Regions from separate parts of the Rattus norvegicus genome. Here region 2 is linked to region 1. The links are chromatin contacts, called in public Hi-C maps. All regions are on one chromosome and are shown on one strand. Each heading gives the region's core, a stretch centred on a gene start, on an enhancer-like site or on the middle of the called end of the contact. The rest is flanking DNA. Distances are from core to core; before and after follow the strand shown.

Region 1 (2,700 bases), core at 21-2,520:
ACTAGAGGGAGCCCTTTGCAGCGCAGTGGCCCTCAGCAAAAGCCAGAGCTGTAGGCTGTGTGTTTCCACTTGAAAGCCTGGGTGAGGAAGGCAGCCCCAGATCTCTACTCTCTGCCTCTCTGCTGGGTGGCTTGGTTTTCTGTAGTTGGAGGTTCATCAATGCAAAAGGTAACCCCGTGAGAGCTCCAGACCATGGTGGGGATTGGGGGGAATCACCTAGGCCTTTATATGGCTGGGCTATTCTAGGTGTAGAATATGTGTCACAAGAAATAACTCAGTGGTAAATAGAGACAAGGACGCATCCATCTCACAGATAGGGAAATGGGGGCCCAGAGAATGACTTGACAGAACCAGACTTCAAACCTGGGAGTAGGGTCTTGGGTACCACAGTGTCAAGAAGCCCTGACTCTTAGGAAGGGGAGATTCCTCAGTCAGGTCTAATGAGCCTGCCCTTCAGGGAAGATCTGACAGGTCTGGCTTTAGATCTCAACTCTTCCACATGAGTGCCAGGTGGCCACAGGGCCTTTGCATGTATTGTGTGTTTACATATGGCTAGAAAGTACTTAGCAACTCTTTCTGTGTGCTTTTTCTTTACTGCAGGATGAGTTTCTGGTACTGGTGACCCAAGAATGCACGAGTCCATGAGCTAAGACGCACTCCATGTCCCATTTAATGTTCTGTCAATGTCTTGAGATTCTTACCTTTTTTTTTTTTTTTTTAATGAGGGACTCGATGTTTGCACAGTCCACTCAGCCACACACACAGCAGTCCTGTGAGCTTCTGTCTTTGCCTCAGGCCCTGTATCATTACCCACAACTGGCTGCCTTTAGGAAGGAAGGAACACGGATCTGGAGGCCCAGTGGCCTGACATGCCTCTAGTATCCAGCCTAAGCCTCTAAGCTGCCCCCTCAGAAGGGACACACATGGCCCTCCTTTCACAGAGATGCTCATCTGGCCTCTGGGCTGGCTGCTTCCATTCGAGGTCACAGGAGTGGTGTCTTCTTCCTTAGGCTAGTCAGCCCAGGGTCTGTTTAGCAATCAGGGCCTCTCAACCAAGTCTCCCCGAAATGGGGGCTTGGGGCCTCCTACCTGGCCTTTGGATTGAACATGGACAGAAAACCACAGGACTCTGAGGAGAAGTGACCTCCAACCCCTGCCCCATCACCAGGTCTCCCTGGCAGCGGCTGATGCCACCATCAAAGGGATAGCTCAGGTGACATCTTTTATCCTCGGTCCCTACCCAGGGTGAATGACCTCTGGGGCAGGGAGTGTTCTGGGAACAGGCAGTGTCCTGGCCAGCCGGGAAACTGAAGCCAGAGCCTAGCCATGGCCCCTCGAGGTCCACTTGGGTCCATTGAAGCTTCCCTCAGATGAGGACACCGATGCCAGTGACAGGAGGCTGGAGAAAGTACGTGGACGTGAGCCTCCTGCCTACACCCTGGTTGGGCTGTGCCCCCTTATCTAACTCAGTCTGGAGAACGCATGTCCAGATGAACTTCAAAGGGTCATGATTACAGTGGCTGCCAGCTCAACTTCCCTCGCTCAGACTCCTCCCTAACCCTCACGTGCTCCTCCACCTTCACCTGGAACTTAGCCACTTCCTGATGAGGCTTCTTCCAACTTGAGCTTGGCCTGACTGACACCCTCAGAGGAACCTTTGCCCTGTGACTGGGAACCTCTACTCTTTTTTTTTACAACAATAACAAAAGCCAAGGTTTAGTCCCTGTGCTCAGTAACAGGCAAACTGAGCTCGAGGCTGCTTGATTTACAGGGCAAGTTACAGGACAGGCAGGGCTCCACAGACAAACCCTGTCTCAAAAAAAACCCAAACAAACAAACAAACAATGGCCCAAAGACTTGTTTTTACTCATGTGTGTGCCCACAGAAACCAGAAGGCATCTGATTCCCTGAAGCTGGAGTTACAGACACTTGGGAACGGCCTGATGTGGGTGCTGGGAGCTGACCCAGGTCCTCTGCAAGAGTAGGAAGCGCTCTTAACTGCTGAGCCATCCACCACCCCTGTCTAGGAATTCTCAAGTATGTAGGCATGTATGTGTGCGTGCGTACGTGCGTGCATGCATGTATGTATGTATATATGTAAGTATGTTTGTATGTGAGTGCCTTGTATTTGTGTGCAACCATGAGTGTTTGTCATGTATGTGTGCGTGTCTTGGGGGCCAAATGGAGTTGGAGTTATAGGCTGCATGTGTCCTGGGAACCTTGAGTGGCATGTAGTCCAGGCTAGCCTCTGACTCACTACATAGTTTGACCTTCTGATCCTCCTACCTCTGCCTTCAAGGTACTGAGATTGCCAGCGCATGACACCACGTCCTATTTGCATGGTGCTGGGAACCGAACCCAGGGATCCTTGCACATTGGGCGGTCTCCCGACTGAGCATGCCTCCAGCCCTGCCCTCGGCTCTGGCCAACCTACCCCACATGTGGAGAAGGCTGCTGAGTGCTTGATATAGATGAAAGCCTACACTGTTTTCTTTGTCCCATCTCCACTCACAGCCAGACATAGAGCTCACCTGCAAACCCTGTCTCTCCACTACTCCCTCTAACTCTCCTTAGGAACTGCTCTCCTCAGGCTTGAGATCCCAAACACAGGTCCTGCTTGTCCTTGTCCTTGTCCTCAAGCAATCCAGGGAGGACACACACACACACACACACACACACACACACACACACACGATGGTG
Region 2 (2,700 bases), core at 182-2,681, 59 kb after region 1:
CGTTGGAAAAGGTGACCAACCAGCCCTATCCATCTCCCCTTCTCAATGCTACTGCCTCTTCACAATGGGGAGGAGGCGTCTGGGGTGCCAGAGGACTTTGGGATCTGGGAGGTTTCATTAGCTGCCCCGTGGGAGAGGAGCCTGGCACCAGTATGGCTCTCTTCAGGTCACCCCTTGCCTCTCCCCAGAGCCGGGAGCCACCACTCCTCACCTAGGCTGGGCAGTAGGAGTGGCTATTTCTTTGGCCAAGCCTGAAACCCTTCACACACCCTTTTTCCTCCTCCATCTTTCCCCCAGGCCTGGCGCCTGCTGATCAAAACCAAATCAAAGCGCAAACAAGTTCCGGTGGGAAAGTTTGAAGATTCCCCTGCAGTTCTCATTAAGTTCAACACTTGGAGGTGTCCCCACCTCCCTTGGGAAGCAGGAGGGGTGTGGAGGAAGGGGAGGGGAGAGGAGAGTCCGCTTGTCAATGCTATTGTCCCACCAGGCCGGCTGGCTCCACTTGAGAGAAGCTGGAGCTGGGGGAGGGGAAGCAGGTGGCAACTCCCCCCTCCCCTCAGACGCGTTCCAGGTCCTGCCTGCCCCACTCTGCGGAGTGGAGGGCCTGAGGAAGAAGCCTATCTTCTGCTGGGCTAACTGGGAGCTACCGACCATTGGGGCTGGATTTTTGTGCTTGTGCCATGTGCCTCGGAGGAGAGGCGACCGATCCAGGCCCCCTCTGACCCTTTCTTTGCTCTTTAAAGTGGAGCATCATACTGGTCCAGGAACTCCCGAATGGGTCCAGGCAGCTGGGTCACTTTCTCATAGGAGTCCAGGTGACCGTTGACAGTCTTCCGACAAAGATGCTGGAGGGTAGCCACGTTGGAGGAGAGAGGTCGGCTCAGTACCAGCGGGATCTTCTCGCCCCCAGAATAGATGTAGTAAGCTCTCTTGGGGGTACCCCCGGGGAGTGCCTGGGCAGGTGGCTGCTCCTGAACCTCAGAGGAGGGTTCCGTCGGTGGTAAAGAGAAGGAGGGGGCCCCTGGGGGCGGCATGTAGTGGTGCACCAACTTGAGTACACAGTCAAAGCGGGGCACTGGCTGCGTGCTCCGGGGGTCACTCTGCAGCGAAAAGCTGCCCCCCTCGCACTGGATGCGTAGGTTCTTGGTCCCCGACTGGGTCTTGACGCTCAGTGTGAAGAAGTGGCGCTGGTCCGAGCTGTCGCGGATAAGAAAGGTGCCCGCGGGCTCGGCGCTGAGCAGCAGGTTCGCCTCGCCGCCGGTTACGGCACTCCAGTAGAATCCGCTCTCCTGCAGCTTGCGCACGGCGTTCACCACCAGCTGGTACTCGCTCTTGGAGCTGAAGGTCTTGAGGCGCAGGCTGGTGTCCAGGGGGCGGCTCATCCCGGCGGCGGGAAACTTGCTGTGGGTGACCATGGCGCACGGAGCCAGCGTGGATCTGCGCGGCGGTGGCTGCAGCTGCTTCGCGGCCTCCGCACAGCGGCCGCTACCGCATCCCGGGGGGCTGCAGAAAGCAAAGCGCGAGGCGCGTGAGTACCCGGAACCCTCCAGCGTGCCCGGCCCTCCAGCCACCGCCTAGCGCCTGGGGCACCCCTTTGACCCGCTGAAGACTGTGTCTCAGACCCGGCCACCTCGCTGGGCTCTCCTGGCCTCGGTCTTTGCCGACCAACCCCAGACAGTCCCTTCCCCAGCTCTCCCTAGGAGGACGCCCAGAGAAACTCGCGCGTGGAAGTTGGATCTCCAGGAGCGCGGCCAGGATAGGGAGAGATACAAGAGCCCTAGGGACGCTCAGGGCGCCGCTCAGTCCGGTGCCCTCAGTGGCGAGGACGAAAAAAAAAAAAGGGGGGTGCCAAACCCGAGATATGCGGGAGAGGGGACAGGAGAAGCCCGAGGGCCCCAGTCTGAGTATTACGGGAACCCGGGATCTTCGGTTCTCATCCGCTCTACCCCCTACCTCGTCCCCTCCCTACCGGGAATGACCCGGGAAGGGGAGGAGAAACCGGGAAAAGCTCCCGAGCTGGACCGAGGCCCCCACCCTTCCCCACACCGCGCCCCTCCTTCCTACCTAGTCCCGAAGCAAAGTCTCCGGCCTTGGGGCTGCGCCTCCTATGGTCCCCGAGACGAGGCGGCGGCCAGCAGTGGCTCGCGCTGCGCCCAGATGTTGGCAGCCGTGAAGTCTACAAAGGGGCTCCCCGTGCGTGCGCCCCCTCTGGCTTCGCTGCTTCCAGGACCGACCAGGAGCGCTCCTGGGTGGATCATGCAAAGGACCTGGGCGAGGGACCTCAGCGGAGAACTGGACCGGGCAGGGGGCGTCCGGGAGCCCGGAGAGACAGCGGTGGCAAGAGCAGGCGAGAGTAGAGTCGGAGTTAAGCCGCCGCGGAGGCCGCGCGCGCGGGTATTTACCCGGCCAGCACGCCCCGCCCCCCCGATTCCTGGAACTGCGCGGCCGGTCTTCTTGTAATGTTTAGTCACTACTCTGCACTGAAAGGCTGTGCGCGGAGGGCGAGGGAGGGGCCGCGGGCGGCCGAGGGCGGGCCTGGAGCTGGGGCCTCCTGGACCCGCCGAGACTCACCGAGAGGGAGACAAAGCGCGGCGCGAGGCTGCCCGACCGGCGGGCGCGGCGCCAGCCGTGGCCGAGCGTTCCTGGCAGCGGCCCCTCCCCCGCGCGCTCCGCCCCCAACTTCTCATTCACACTTTCCCC

The links. Hi-C and Micro-C count contacts between places; a contact is called where the count stands out from the background.
Region 2: a contact with region 1 is called in a Hi-C map of liver, with 4 times the contacts expected there. The contact joins the promoter of Socs3 here to the enhancer-like site in region 1. A contact is called at or near these places in 10 of 12 Hi-C or Micro-C datasets (the A7r5 cell line, the Rat2 cell line, Schwann cells and 5 more) and 1 of 1 datasets of contacts at active chromatin or transcription factors (oligodendrocytes).

What each region holds. Positions count from the first base shown.
Region 1 is chr10:103,634,866-103,637,565 of GRCr8, forward strand. No RefSeq gene overlaps it. Among named protein-coding and RNA genes, the nearest start is that of Tha1, 37 kb to the left of the region's middle. Within about 2 kb of position 1,271, at least 4 of the 93 cell types and tissues checked have an H3K27ac peak or open chromatin away from gene starts, as enhancers often do. A contact at or near this core is called in hepatocytes, kidney and liver, where this site is marked.
Region 2 is chr10:103,693,337-103,696,036 of GRCr8, forward strand. It overlaps Socs3 (suppressor of cytokine signaling 3), which reads right to left and starts at 1,432. Exons shown (of 1, transcript NM_053565.1): 1 at 570-1,432. The coding sequence starts at 1,415. The coding sequence ends at 738.